Regions from separate parts of the Mus musculus genome. Here regions 2 and 3 are each linked to region 1. A link is a contact called in public HiChIP or PLAC-seq and promoter capture Hi-C data. All regions are on one chromosome and are shown on one strand. Each heading gives the region's core, a stretch centred on a gene start, on an enhancer-like site or on the middle of the called end of the contact. The rest is flanking DNA. Distances are from core to core; before and after follow the strand shown.

Region 1 (5,045 bases), core at 2,431-4,930:
TGTACCCATATACAAATTTAGCCTCTACTATTTCTTAACTACATGACCCCACAGGCAAGCGGGCAGATCACGCTGGGCATTATTTTCTTTGTATATAAAGATGAAAGACAGCATCATAATACCACCTTCCCCATAAAGTTGTTGTCAGATGCCAGTGCGCACGAAGCGTCTTCCCTGCCTTACCTCAACCCCATTAACTCTAAAAGTGTTCACTTTGAAGAATTCTGAATGGGTTACTGGAATGTAGGAAAACAAACACGAGGAAGCCAACTGGGTACCAAAGAAAAGGATTTCATAATTGCTGTGGCTCAATTGGTTGAGTCATATTAAATTAAGCTGGGATTTTTCAAGGACAAAAAAAAAACAGAGCTTCCTCACAGGATACCTAAGACAAGAAATCAAGTGGCATCCCAGGCTGAGAGGTCCAAGGACTGACTTTTGATGAGCAGTGTGGTGTCTGTGAGTCATTTGTTCAAAAGGAGGAGGATAGGATTCCTCTATGAACCAAAAACAAGCTTACATGATCTTTCTTCTCAATATTTCAGATCTACAGTTTACGTCAGAGCCAACCCCTCTGAACTCTATATGGCTATGGAGAGAGGCAGGATGAGAAGGGAAGTGGAGTCAATGAGCAGAATAACTGGTAAGAGTCACTAATGACTTCTGGCATCTAAAGGAAGGACGGTTTATTGGGGGTAGGGTCCCCTCTATTGCTCACACTACAGTCATTGCTACCATATCTGGCTAAATATTAACACTGCCACCCATGCAGCATTTTACATCGTTAGAAAGAGTAGAAAAGCCTGTCACAGTGGTGCATGCCTTTAATTGCAGCACTCAGAAGGCAGAGGGAGGTGAATCTCTGAGTTTGAAGCCAGCCTGGTCCACAGAGCTAGTTCCAGGACAGCCAGGGCTACCCAACACCAATAAATGCAAAGTCTATTTGAAGGCAACTGGTTTAGAGCTTATTAATCATTTACAAATAGCCACACAGGTCAAAACCATAGCAACATCACATTGAAATACTGTATATATACATAAAGCCCCCAAAAGCAACAGAGTGGTTGGTCAGCAGTCTAAACACAGTTAATGTTAGGATCATGTTCTGAGTAAGGTGCTTGCTCAGTAAGTAAAGACCTCTAGTGTTCACTGAGAAAGTGCCTAACTTTGCAGACTACATCTTCAATGTCACTAGCAACTTACCATCCCGGTCAACAGTGTCCTGATCCAAGCATAGTGGCAGGAAAATCCTGACTTAAGGCAGGTTGAGAAGGTCAATGCGGGGGTTGGGGGAGATCCAATGTCAGCAGCCACGGCTAAGGAAGATAGGGCTCCTGGCTTCCTGCCTTTGACTATGAGTCTTACAAGTCATATTGCCTCCGCTCCTCCCAGGAAGCCCCGTGCACTCCGCACTCATCTGGGAACACTGCTCCAAACCCTGTGTGCTCTGAAACTAAGGTTAGTAGGCTGCGATGCAAGCACACACTCCTCAGTGCTTTGAAGACCATTACCCACAAGTCCTGCCTCTCTTCAGACACCGCTATGTTCCTCCCTGTGTCATCTGTAACTACTCTCTCTCCACTCTCCCACATGTTCCTGATCCCACCGCCAGGCTCTCTGCCTTGCATAGTCCCTTCATTTGGGATGTGTTGAAAGATTCATTGGTCGAATTAAGAACTCACATGACCTTCCCCAATAGTTTATGGAAAGCAGATTTTTTCCGAGTGTCTGCCACCGACTCCATACTCTACAGGCAAAGCCCCAAGACTAAGTATATATCAGTCTACTCCCATTCTACAGAAAGGAGGTCACAATGGGAAACCTTGCCGCCCCTCAAAGGAAGCGGGTCTGAATGGCCTCTGAACTTCTGGGAGTGGGGACTGGGCTGTTGGCATCACTGTGTAAGGAGGAGAGAGAGAAAAGGTTATCTTCTGGGCACAGCGGTTTATGACACATGTAGAAGCTAGTAGTGCTCTCTGACCAGGTCTCTGTGTGTCTGTCCTCTTCTGCCACAACACCCCCAGCCTGTTTGCCAAATACCTCAAGATGTTTCCGGAAGGTTCTGAATTATTGACAGACTTAGGGAAGATGCTTAGGAAAACACAAGTCCTAAAACAGACCTGTCCAGCTAGAGCAAACACTTGGCCATCAGCAGTTTCCTTTTTAAGACTAAGGGGGAGAAAAAGGGGATGGGGGGGGCTACCTTGGCTAAATAATAATGATATTCACAGAAGAGCAAAGACACTGTTCCAAAGTTCAAGATCTCGGAAGCGCTACTCACCCCTAGCCATCTCGCTCCTTTATTGGCCGCCTGTTGAATCTGGACTCTTTTGAGGGTGACATGGTAAACAGCTCCTTCCTCTACCTCTTCACCCCAGTCCTGAATCGAGCTCTGCCAGGGACAGGATAAAAAGAAAGAAAAAGAGGGTCGTAGTGTGTGTTGTTGTTTTCTTCCCCCTTGGCTAACCACAATCTATCCCAGCTGCTTCCCTGCTTACAAAGGCTCTCCAAGCCTTTGAGTAAATCCTCCAAACAGAGCAACACAGGACACCCTGCAATAGGCAAGGCTGAGATTTTCTTGGCTGGCAGCCTTTTCCTGCGGTATCAGGAGCCTCCGACTTCTCCCTTCTCTGGTCAGTTACTTTTCCTAACCTAGCCACGTATCTTAAATCATCTTTTCAAGTTTTTTTTTTTCCTTCTTAAGGAAACTGTGGTTTAGTCCTGATCAACTCTGTCCACTTAAGTGAAAGGAAAAAATAACTCATTTGCAAAAACAAGAGTTTATACTTCTCAAAGTACACAAACATTTGAGCAATGTCGATGTTAAACTCCCTCAAACAAGTGTTTTAATACCAAGAGCCCTCTTTGGGAAGTGAAGTTGTACCTCTTTTTCTCCTCTTACTATTTTGAAACCCAAAAAAAAGTTATGTGGGGTATGGAAAGTTTTTATTTCCAGAAAGAAAAAAGGAAAAGAAAAGAAAAGAAAAGAAAAGAAAAGAAAAGAAAAGAAAAGCCCCTCTGGCAAGTGCCGAGAAAGCAAAACATCTTCATGCAGCTTCCACTGAAATTTACACAGCGACCCCCTGGATAGCCATGTCGCCAGCTAAACCTCGGATCTGTGTTAAAGGGCTGCCGCTGGGAAGCAGAGCGCGGCGCCGCTCCCCCAGACTGAGTTCTGTCCTTTCCAAGTTCTGCTCTCCTGACACGCATCTGCCTGTCCCAGACACCCCGCAGGCGATGCCTGAGAACACAGGCATCGTTTCTAGGGAGAAGAGGCACAGAGAGGGGAAGGACACAAAGCAGAATGAGAAAGCTCCTCTTAGAGAGTGGGGTCCGGGTGGCTCTGATCAGTTAGACAGTGCTCCAACAACCCGGCCCGAGAAAGCGGGAGATGGGACGAGTCCCCCAGCAGAGAAGCGTCAGGGGAAGGCGGGGAGCTGGCGTTACCATTTTAGCTTGCCAAAGTAATTTCATTCTCAGTTTTCTTTCCGGCACACGGACGCTGCATGGTGCGCCCTGCTCCGAGGCGGTCGGGGCGTCTCTCTGGCCCGGCTCCGGGTCCCCGCGCTTCCCACGCGCCTTGCTGCCCGACTGCCGCCGCCGCCGCCGCGCGCGACCGGGCCACAAAGGAGCGCCGGCCAGCGAGCAGGCAGCCCGGGAGCCCGCGGCAGCAGACTCCTCCCCGCCGCTCCGTGATGTCAGGCTTTCCTGTTTGTGCTTGTGAGCGCACTCTCCCTTTCGGAAGCCCCGCGGATCAAGGGAGCAAGCAATCGTTTCTCCAGCTCAGAGTGGTGGGGAAACGATGCTTTCAAGTAGACCGCTTCATCGGGGTTTCCTGGTGGCCACCAGGTGACAAAATAGAACCATGTGTGCCATGGGACATGTGCGCAGCCTCCGTCTGCTTTACTGAAGGAAACTGTTAGGGATTAGGGATTCTTGTGTGATCTGCTTGCTATTTGGAATTTACAGCAATTAAATCAGAGTCCCCTCGATTTGGGGGGAAGATTTTCATTAGGATAAAGTCAAAAGCTATCTGGGTATCTAAAAACCGTGCCCAGCGGCTCTACCCTGCCCCGCACCTGCAACTGCCTGGACTTGTTCCTACTGCCCACTCTTGTTTGTGGCTTTCTTGCTTTTTTTTTCTTTTTTTTAAACAAAAGGTGGTCCTGGCTAGCCTTGAACACTTAGAACTTTTCTGGCAATCCTCCTGCCTCTGTCTCTTGAGTGCTGAGATTACAGGCATGCATCAACTCCACCACCCAGTCTGATAAGGCTTACTGGCTACTGCTGGTGAGAGCAGAGAGTTTTGCAGGATCTGACAGTTTGTGACAGAGGCCATAAGTGGTCCTAGGGGTTTCTGGAGCCTCTGTGAGTAGCCATGGGGGGTGTGCACTGTGGGGACACAGAGGGATAATCACTGTAGGGAAAGCCTTTCAAAGGACAATGCTGAAAAGAATTTTATCTTAACACAATAGTCTGTGGGGGACAATACATTACACTTTAAAAGATCTAGTTTCAATAAATCAACAGCAAGAGATAGCCCATAGTCAGGTAGCCAAACTGTACCTGTCAGAACTCCACACCAATTACAAAAATGTCATGTTTTACACATGTCAAACTGAAAAGGACCTCCTCCAGATTGCTGTGCTGAGCTTTGGTTAGTACTGAATATACCATGAGCTGAAAAGTTAGGCAATCAGTGCACTGATGTCTCCAGAAGGGCATCAGAAATGACAGAGGCTACACCAAGCAAGCAAAGGATCTCTGCACACTGAAGGATGTCTTCAAGTCAGTCAAACGCTCCTCATAAAGACCCATGCTTCAGGAGTTCAAGACTGTAGAGAGAATGATCTTTTACAACCAAAGTGGATGTTTCTATAATTTAAATATTAAACACACATACACACACACACACACACACACACACACACACACACACACACACATTCCTTCTGCTGTGCTCAGTACTCAGAACAGAGTGTCCCAGGAGCCAGAGGGAAAACATGTGGCGGCCCTACCTCAGGCTTCTTATCTGCCTCAGGGCC
Region 2 (4,344 bases), core at 1,346-3,845, 1.1 Mb before region 1:
TCTGAAGGCTGCTTGCAGAATACTGGCTTCCAGGCAGCTAGGACTAGGATATTAAAGCCCAAGCCCACAATGACACACCTCCTCCGACAAGGCCACACCTCCTCCGACAAGGCCACACCTCTTCCAGCAAGGCCACACCTCCTCCGACAAGGCCACACCTCTTAGTAGTGTCACTCCCTAGGCCAAGCATATACAAACCATCACAAGCCCACATAGGGATGTCCCCCCAAATGTCCGTGTACTGAAACCTTTAGCCCTCAGCCTGTAGAGCTAGAGAAGGGCGGTCGAACCTTTAGGAGTGGGGTCTGGTGAGGGGAAGTTAGGTTATTGGAAATGTGTTCTTGAAGGAGATACTAGGATTTCTTCCCAACCCCCCACCCGCCCCGCTGATTCCTAGCTGCTGTGAGGTGACCGGTAACCCTACTACATTCTCCTGTCATGATGTGTTGAGCAAAATAGGAAGCAGGGCAGGAGAGTTGTAGGTTCCAGGTTAGCCTGTGTTACATAGCAAAGCCTTGTCTCACAGAACCAAGCCGTGGGGTGGGCTGGGAAAACCCAAATAAGTAAATAAAAGCAAAAGCCAAAAGCACCTCATGATAGATCGTCAGACACAGGCTGGAAGGCAGTGTGCCCACCAGGCCCTTGTCTGAGCCTTTGAACTGTGGGCCAAAGAAACACTAATTCTTGTAAGCAGATTAGCCTCAGTAAGGAAAGTGAGGAAAGCCAGCTAACACAAGAGGAGAGTTAGGTAACCTGACCGGGTCACATGACAGCCAGTGATTTGGAGCTGAATTTGCCAGGTAATAAGTGTGTTAATTCTACTCCACACAAATCTTTCCACCCGTGACTGCACAAAAGAGAGAAGAAGGATAAATCAGACGTCACGTTTCTAAACTCAAATTTAGATTTGAACACTGAGCGGTTTAAATCATTGAGTGGCTACCCAGAAGCACTCTGTAGTCACTGAGACCCCAGCTTTTACTGAGTGCAGGCCCTTAAACTTTTTTGTTTGGTTGGTTTTTTGTTTGTTTGTTTGTATGTTTGTTGTTGTTTTGAGACTGTTTCTCTGTGTAGCCCTAGCTGTCCTGGAACCTGTTCTGTAGACCAGGCTGGCCTTGAAATCAGAGATTCGCCTGCCTCTGCCTGTCCCTCCTGAGTCCTGGGAGTAAACACTCACACCACCATGGCTGGTGTTTAGGGAGGGTTCAGGCGAAGTCTCTCGGTGTTGTTAGCTTTTCTTCTCTTTTCTTTTTTCTTTCCTTTTATTCTCCTTATTTCCTTCCTCCTTTCTTTTTCTTTTTTTCTCTCTCTCTCTTTTTGATACTGCTTTTCATGTAGCTCAAGCTGGCCTCCGACTCTCCATGTAGCCCACTCCTCCAGCGTTCGTTCGCCTCCCAGAGTGCAGGAATTGCAGATACGCACTGGCACACCTTGTTTGTGAGATGCTGAGGTGCAAACCCAGAGCTCCAGGAATGCTACTAGCAGCACTCTGTTCATGAGCCTGAAGATGTTAGCCTGTGAGAGTTGAATGAATGAGGCACCCAGAGAGGAAAACTGAGCAAGTGGTTCACCTTGGCATAGGGGAGCGAGCAGGGCAGGGGCTGGAACCTAGAGAGCAGAGACAGAAACGCTGGTAAATGAGAGGGGAAGCCCCCCACCCCTCAGGCTATAATAGACCCTTGGCTTTTCCTTTGAAGCCCGGAGCCGGGTTAGACTGTTGTGAGGCTTAATGTGAGAAACGAGGGCAGTGGAGATGGTAAGAATTCCCTGGACGTTGGACATATTTTGAAATTAGACTCGACAGGATTTTACTGATGATCTAGTGTACAGGGTGCGAGAGACTCGGTGTGTGAGCTGTGAGAAATATGTGTTAAAGTTCTGGTGAATTAACTTTAGAGGCAGCTGTGGAGAAGCCTTAAAGTCCTCTTTAGGCCTGGTTAAGTTGATAGGAATTGTAAAACTCCTGGCCACTAAGAACAGAAAGAAATCAGGATGACCCCTCTGCCCAGGGTGTTCTTGCCTGAGGCGGCCAAGCTGAAGAGATAGTGGCCTTGCATACGAGAAACCACGTGGTAAGAAGACTTGAAGGTTAAGGTGTCAGGACAGACTCCCTGGAGTCGTAGGCAGGTTCAGGGCTTACTTAGTGTGTGGAACCGGCCTTGGCTTCTCCCATTTCTCTCCCCTGCTTCCCCTTCAGTTCCCATCTCTCAAATCCAAGTGCTTGGTTACAAGAAGCTTTGACTCTCCAAGGTTCCCATACTTCCGTGCAAGGGAATTCCGGAGGTGGGGATGCGGATGGGAGTGGGGGATCTGTGGACAGGTGGCTGGAGAACAGGAAGGGGAAGGGCTCCTGACCTCCACCTGGTGGGACTGTAAATCTCCATCTGGGAGAAGTTACAGTCACATGGAAGAAGTCCGCTCTCTCCACTCCCTCCACGATGGGTCTGGGCTGTCCCCAAACTGGTGAAAAGTCAGTCTCGAGAAGGAGGAAAGTATTTTTACTATGGTTACTCCCTGGAGTTCCTAGGACAGCCCCCGGGGTTCCAGCGCAGCGAGGGCGGGAAGACAGCCCCCGGGCCAGCCCACACATCTTCCGAGGGCGCGGGCCTGGAGGAGGCGCCCGGGCCGGCGACGCCTCTCAAGGAAGTTGGCCCTTTAATTACAGAGCCAGTTCCCTGACACATCCACCTTCAGCGGCAAGCAGCAGGCGCAGTTGGTGTCAGTCCTCTGCCTCCCGTGCAGCACCGCGGCCATGGGCGGCTCAGCTTCCAGCCAGCTGGACGAGGGCAAGTGCGCCTACATCCGAGGTACGGCGGCCAGGGCGGCAGGGTGGCGCAGAGCCAGGGCTAGCCTGGTCACCTGCACGCTGATCTTCCGAGGGAGCACTGGCTAGCTGGTGCTACCGGCGGGCGTTGGGCTCCTAGACTTGCGCTCGCCTCCGGGAGCGGAGCCCCGGTGTCCTGTTTCAAGCACCCGCGACTCAGGTGGGGTAGAGAGTAGGGACGGGATGATGCAGGACACACGTGAGAGGCAGGTACTCCCAGGGTGGCTGGAGAGAACTTTGTTGGTGCCCCCTCGCACTCCACCCCTCCTGCCCCCGCCCTGTGCCCCTCCAGCCTCAGAATCTGTTCCTTCCCTGCTGGGGAGACATCTTTCTTGTTTGTACTTGGCTCTGAGTAATTTCCAAAGGTTAGAGGTTTACTGGGGTTATCCCCTCGAGTTTTGAGATTTCCTTAGTGGTAGTGGTGGGGAGTTCCTGGGCTATCAGAATTTCCCTCCGGGTCATATTGGCCTGGTTTTGTAAAGTGCAGCGCAGGCCACACCTTCTCCTGAACTTCACACCAATTGCAGGGCGATTTCATCAGAAGCAGAAAGGATGAAATCTTTACCTTTTCAGGTTGGATGGTTCCCTTCCTTCCCCTGAGAGGGAGGAAAACAAAAGGGGAAGCTCGGAGTGTTTTTGCAACAGTTGTTAAAGCTATAGATGGGGAGAAACATCTTTTTAGGAGATCTTGACCTACGGAGTGATTCAGTAAGAGAGAGACAGGCAGAAGAAACCAAAACTCGGTGGCACAGAAACTGCAGGAAATCCAGAGTTCTTATCTTTCGTTGTGTTTGGTTCTTACCCCACCCACCCTAATCTTGCCCTCAGCCACAGACATTCAGCTAGCTATGAATTTAGTGCCCCACTCCTGGCTTCCCAAGTACTTTGAAAAGTATGTATTAAAGGAGGGCTACTGATTTCTTTGAGTTAATTTTATATGCAGCCACTTTGCAGAATTTATCAGCTGTAGGAGTTCTCTGGTAGATTTTGGGGTCATTTATGTATATTATGATATCATCCAAAAATAGCGATACTTTGACTTCTTCCTTTCCGATTTGTATCCGCTTGATAATTTTTAGCTGTCTTATTGCTCTGGCTAGAACTTGCAGTACTATACTGAATAGATAGGGAGAGAGTGAGCAGCCTTTACTTTGTTATGCTTGCAAACTGGAGTCTAGCATGATTGTCCTCTTAGAGGCTCCAACCAGCAGCTGACTCATACAGATGCAGACACCCACAGCCAAACAGTGGATGGGGCTTGGGGACTCGTATAGAAGAAGAGGAGGAAGGATTGCTGCCCTGAAGGGAATAGGAACTCCACAGGAAGACCAACAGAGTCAACTAACCTGGACTCTTAGGGTTCTCAGAGACTGAACTACCAGCCAAAGAATATACACAGGCTGGACCTAGGCCTCCCTGCACATATGTAGCAGATGTGTAGTTTGGTCTCCACGTGGTTCCCAAACAACTGGAAGGGGGTTATCCCAAAAGCTGCCCATGGGATGTGTTCTTCTAGCTGG
Region 3 (4,878 bases), core at 622-3,121, 1.1 Mb after region 1:
CTCAATGGCTCCCTGTCCCTATGACTCTGGGATCCATGAAGCTCTGACTACAGGACACTAGCCCTGGCCTCCCTCCCAAGTGGGAATCGGGGTCTCTAGAGAGCAAAAGGAGATGGAGAAGCATGGGCTGGGAAGTGCTGCAGGGGACCGAAGACCTCAAAGATTAACCAGGGGGACTTCAGCAGAGGAAGGGGTTTTCCATGGCTACACAAAGGAACTGGAGACACGAGGGACCAGGAAGCAAAAAAGCAGAAAAGTCCAGAGCCAGTGACGACACCACAGCTAAGGGCAAGGACTGGAAAGTGGAAAATGTGAGTGGGGAGAAAGGAATGGAGCGAGCAAATGAGGGGGGTGGGAGAGAGAGAGAGGAGACAGGAGACAGGAAGGATGAGTGAAGCATCCTGCTATTTCCTCCAGGGTTTCTCATCATGAGCCAAGTGTGAGCTGGAGAACACATACAGAAAACCGATGTGGCGAATGCTCAGAAATGTGGGCTCTGGAGTTAGCTCAGAGCTCAAACCCCAGTGTTTGATTATAATGTCTTTTTTCTTTGTGTGTGTGCGCACGCGCATGCACCTGTCTGCCTGTCTGCCTGTGTCTGATTTTGTAGTCTCCACCTTAGTTTTTAGACACTCCTCAGCTTAATTTTTGAGATAGGGTGTTTCATGAACCTGTGTTTTTGTTGTTGTTGTTGTTTTGTTTTGTTTTGTTTTGTTTTAAGCTATACTGGCACAGGGATCTACCCGGCTCTGTCGATCGCACGCCAGCATATCCCCCTCACCCCTCCCTTGCCAGCCTTGGGATTATAGACATGTGGCCACCACCTGGCTTTTTAGGTAGGCACTGGGGACCCAAACTCAGGTCTCATATTTGTATAGCAGGCACTTTACCCACCAACCCATCTTCCTAGCTCCTAATTATAAGGTCTCGATGGTAAGGGGGAGTCTAACAAGTCTAAAAGGCAGGTGGACAGCCCCTTGTGATGTTAAGAAGACAGCATGGCCTTTTACTGCCTTTCCCCACGGACTTGGGAACACAGTACATTTTAAATGACTATTTGTGGGGAGACTGATGATTGAATTTGGAGGATCCAGAGCACAGGATGTGTGTGTGTGTGTGTGGTATGGTGTGTGTGGTGTGTTAATGGATTACAGTCATTCACCACCAAACCATTGACACTAGACAAAGCTCCCGTCTGGACTTCTGCTACCACAGAAAGGGTAATGTGATGTACCATGGGGGCTGAAGGAGATGAAGGACAGAAAGGCTGAGAGGCACTATGGGATATTTAATCCTGACCCCCAGCTTTGCCCAGATTGCTGATCCCAGATGACCCAGGCCACAAAGCTGTTGTCCCTACACCCTCCATTAAAGAGATGGCAGCTGTGCTGGACCTGCTGGGCAAAAATGAGGTCAGGTTTTGTCAGAGCCAGTGCAATTCACCAGCATATTCAATGGGCTAGATTCACAGCTACTGTGGAGTCAATCACATCTCTGAAATCACAGATAGGAACTGACCTGCTGGGAAGAGAAGTCTGGATACATTGTGAACTTCAGAAAGTTTCTGTCTGGAAACCAGAAAGGTAACCATGGCAACTGGGAGGCAAGTTGAACTCAGAGGAGGGCTCTTCATCCTCAGCAGGGAGCTGTGAGCTCTCTGGATCTGCCTGTCAGTGCGGTTGCGGTTGTATCAATTCCTTTGTCTTCCTTTGCTTTGTCAAATAGAACATACTAGCCCAGGAATCTGGCGGCAGCCCTGGCTTCAGCCTGGATGTATTTAATGAAAAACACCTTGGGCACTGCTATTTTGTTGCCTGCCAAATAGAAATTTCAAACCTCCTTAAAGACCCCACAAGGATGCAGAATGGGCAGGGAGGTTTGAGAGGATCCTCTGCAGAATGCAGTATTCTTGTCACGTGACTCTGGGTTGATTCCAAAATGGGCAAGAGCGTCGGGTATGATCCATCCGTGTCACATGGAGAACGGCTGTGCCATGGATAACACCCACATCTGTGCCTGGCAGCTGTGTGACAAAAGTGTGTCTGTGGGTATGAGGAGCACCAGGCAAAGGAAAACCTTCAGCTCAGCTGAGCACCTCTGGTGGGCTGGCTGGCTGCTCCATGTAGATGGAGACTTGAGATACACAGCCGCCCAACAAGGCATCCACCCACCGAGTGCCCACACGTCTCTGCTCAGCCCCAGTCTAGCCCTCGGGCTGTGAGGTAGGAAGCTCTCAAGAGCTGAGCTTGGCAAGACGGGCATGTGGATTTGGTGTTCACTGCACCTGAGGTAGAAGTGTGTCCAGGAATGTGCCCTGTCCTCTCTGCCTTGGTTCTGCCTTGAGAATGTGGGAGTTTGGGAACAGTGGATCAGGTTGACTAACTGGGTCACCCTTCATAGGGTCTGGCTCAGTGAGGGGAGTCTACCTGAACTATTGTTCCAGATGTTTGGTTTCGGACTGGACTGGACAGGCACAAGGGACTGAGGTGCAAATTTTTCATATCAAAGCAGACCTGGCCTCTAGGTTCTCCCAGCATCCCTCAGTCTCACCTGGCATACCCTGCCCCTAACCCTGAACTTTCAGCCCAGGGGCTGGGCTGCCCTTCCCCCAATGCCTCTTCTCTATATAATCCAGGCATTTTGATCTCTTCTTCTTCCTCTTCTTCCTCTTCCTCCTCCTCCTTCTCTCTCTGTGCATGCACATTCTCAAGTGCCCTTTCTCTAGACAAGACCACTGAGCTGCATCTCCAGCCTCCTTCCTCGCCTCCCTTTCCTTTCCTCCTTCCCACTCCCTCCCATCTTCCTTTCCCGACCTTTTACTTCACAGAGCATAGAGCAGTCCTTACTGCTGGAGAAGCCCCCTAGGAGATGGAATTCTGTATCCTGAAAGTGACAAAACATTGTTTTCCTTACTGCATAGAATTCCATACAGCATAGATTTCCAGTCTATCTGTTTGCCAATCTGTTTGATTGTGTGCCAAGTCTTGTTCCAAGCGCCTTGTATATAGATGCGGGTCCTTTGGCATGCCACCCAGATCCCCTATCCTGGCCACCACCAGTGTGGTATGGTCTCTGTTATAGGCTCTGGGAGTTGCTCTTGACAGAGACATCACCTGGAGCCAGGTCAGGCATCTCAGCACAGCAGAGTCCAATAAATGGGTAATGCTAAGGCCTGCTCAGCTCCAGAAGTAGACACTTGCAAAGGTCTACACAACTCTAGAACATCCTTGAAGACCCTCTGGGCGTGGGGTGGGGTCTCTGTGTGCAGCATAACTGCTCTGCTCTTCTCTCAGTTCGTTTCTGAGAATTATCCCTAGCATGCCTGCTACCCCTACAGAATGCTCCCTGGGGAAGTCCAGCTCTCCAAAAAGGTCTTCAGTCCCCACCACACCTTATGAAATAAGTATGGTGATGTCTAAACCCCAGACACAAAGAAATGGAAAGATGGAGTCTCTAAGGTCTCTCATAATTATACAGCAGAAACATGATTTGAAACTCCATAACTATCTACCCTTAACCTTACCTGCTGCTTCTTAGTAGCAATCTCGAAGGGAGCTCCCGAGGGCCAGCCGGGAAGACAATGGCACCTTTAAGGCAGGATGAGGAGGGGAACTAAGCAGTTGCTTAGCCTCAGGATCACTTACCGGTTACAGAGCTGTTGTTACTGTTGCTTTCCAGCAGGAGCAACATGGTAAATTCAAAGCTGGATTGAGGCACCAAGACTTACCCTATAACTATAGAGCATTAGAGCAATTAAGCACGGTTGCAGAGATTTCTGCTATAATTGTGTTAAGTAAATGTTTCCGCCCATGCCTGCTGATCTTGGCCAAATCGCTAGTTTTCTGATCTTCTGATCCTTCATCTCAAAGTGGAGGTAATGACCGTGGGGGCGAATAGCTCACTTGGCTCCCGTCACCTTCGAAGACCATGGGATGGTACCTGTTCTGACCTGAGAGAGAGTGCAGTATAGTGGTGATGTACTTTTTCTTGGAATGCACCCCATGCGCCTGTCCTCCGTGAACTCTCCACCCCCTACCAAACCTCTCCTGTCACTTTTGAATTGTTTTCCTGCTTTTACTAGAGGTCGGCGTCTCTCTCTCTCTCTCTCTCTCTCTCTCTCTCTCTCTCTCTCTCTCTCTCTCTCTCTCTCTCGGCGTATGTCTGGTCTTCAAGCCTTCCTCTTCTCCTGGCACCCCAAGTCTCCGACCTTGGGGGTGGGGACAGCCCCGTGCGCTTGAGATGAGGCCCTGGGGGCTACCAGTCGTGCCCCACCCCTTCAGACTCCCCTCGCTGCCTCCTCCCTCCCAACGCCCAGCCCCACTCTCTTATTGGTCGGCGACGTTCGTCCCCGCCCCGCCCCACGGGGATAAAAGCCTTAGTAGCCACCGGCCCGGCGCGTGCCGCTCTCCAGACCTCTTCTGCGCAGCCTGGTACTTGCTACTCGCTTTTCCCTCTTCGCCCTCCGGTCCGCCACCATCCTCTCCACGACGTGCTGTCCTGCGTCCGCAACCATGTGCCGCACCCTAGCCACCTTCCCCAACACCTGCCTGGAGAGGTAAGAGGATTTTTTTTTTTTTTTTAGCAGTCCGGACGACCAAGTCCCGAATCCACTAACCCTCAGCCTTGGGAACGCGGGGAAACGGGGACAGCCGGGCAGAACTTGTTGTGCTATAAAGACCCCAAAGTGTTAAGACCTATCAGGGCATAGCCCAAGTGCTGCCTTTGTGGCCTAGAACTTGAAGACTCCAATGAGAGAAGCGCTTAGGGCCTTGGGAATGGTCAAGTGTCCCAGGTTTCTTGGGACTGAACTCTGGGTGGTGGTGTTAGTTGGGAGGCCCTCCTTCCCCAACTTCTCGGTGCTGGCAAACAAACAGAATC

The links. Promoter capture Hi-C pulls out the DNA fragments that hold promoters and counts their contacts. HiChIP or PLAC-seq counts read pairs in DNA pulled down with a chosen protein or histone mark.
Region 2: a contact with region 1 is called in an H3K27ac HiChIP or PLAC-seq map of embryonic stem cells, with 2.5 times the contacts expected there. The contact joins the promoter of Niban1 here to the promoter of Rgl1 in region 1. A contact is called at or near these places in 1 of 39 promoter capture datasets (the 3T3-L1 cell line) and 1 of 115 datasets of contacts at active chromatin or transcription factors (embryonic stem cells).
Region 3: a promoter capture Hi-C map of stem cell-derived epiblast-like cells shows a contact between it and region 1, with 2.9 times the contacts expected there. The contact joins the promoter of C230024C17Rik here to the promoter of Rgl1 in region 1. A contact is called at or near these places in 2 of 39 promoter capture datasets (pre-B cells and stem cell-derived epiblast-like cells).

What each region holds. Positions count from the first base shown.
Region 1 is chr1:152,621,537-152,626,581 of GRCm38.p6, forward strand. It overlaps Rgl1 (ral guanine nucleotide dissociation stimulator,-like 1), which reads right to left and starts at 3,681. Exons shown (of 18, transcript NM_016846.4): 1 at 3,448-3,681; 2 at 2,282-2,392. The coding sequence starts at 3,474.
Region 2 is chr1:151,568,778-151,573,121 of GRCm38.p6, forward strand. Niban1 (niban apoptosis regulator 1) reads left to right here and starts at 2,596. Exons shown (of 14, transcript NM_022018.3): 1 at 2,596-2,807. The coding sequence starts at 2,753.
Region 3 is chr1:153,735,958-153,740,835 of GRCm38.p6, forward strand. It overlaps C230024C17Rik (RIKEN cDNA C230024C17 gene), which reads right to left and starts at 1,872. Exons shown (of 3, transcript NR_046171.1): 1 at 1,519-1,872. Rgs16 (regulator of G-protein signaling 16) reads left to right here and starts at 4,396. Exons shown (of 5, transcript NM_011267.3): 1 at 4,396-4,555. The coding sequence starts at 4,512.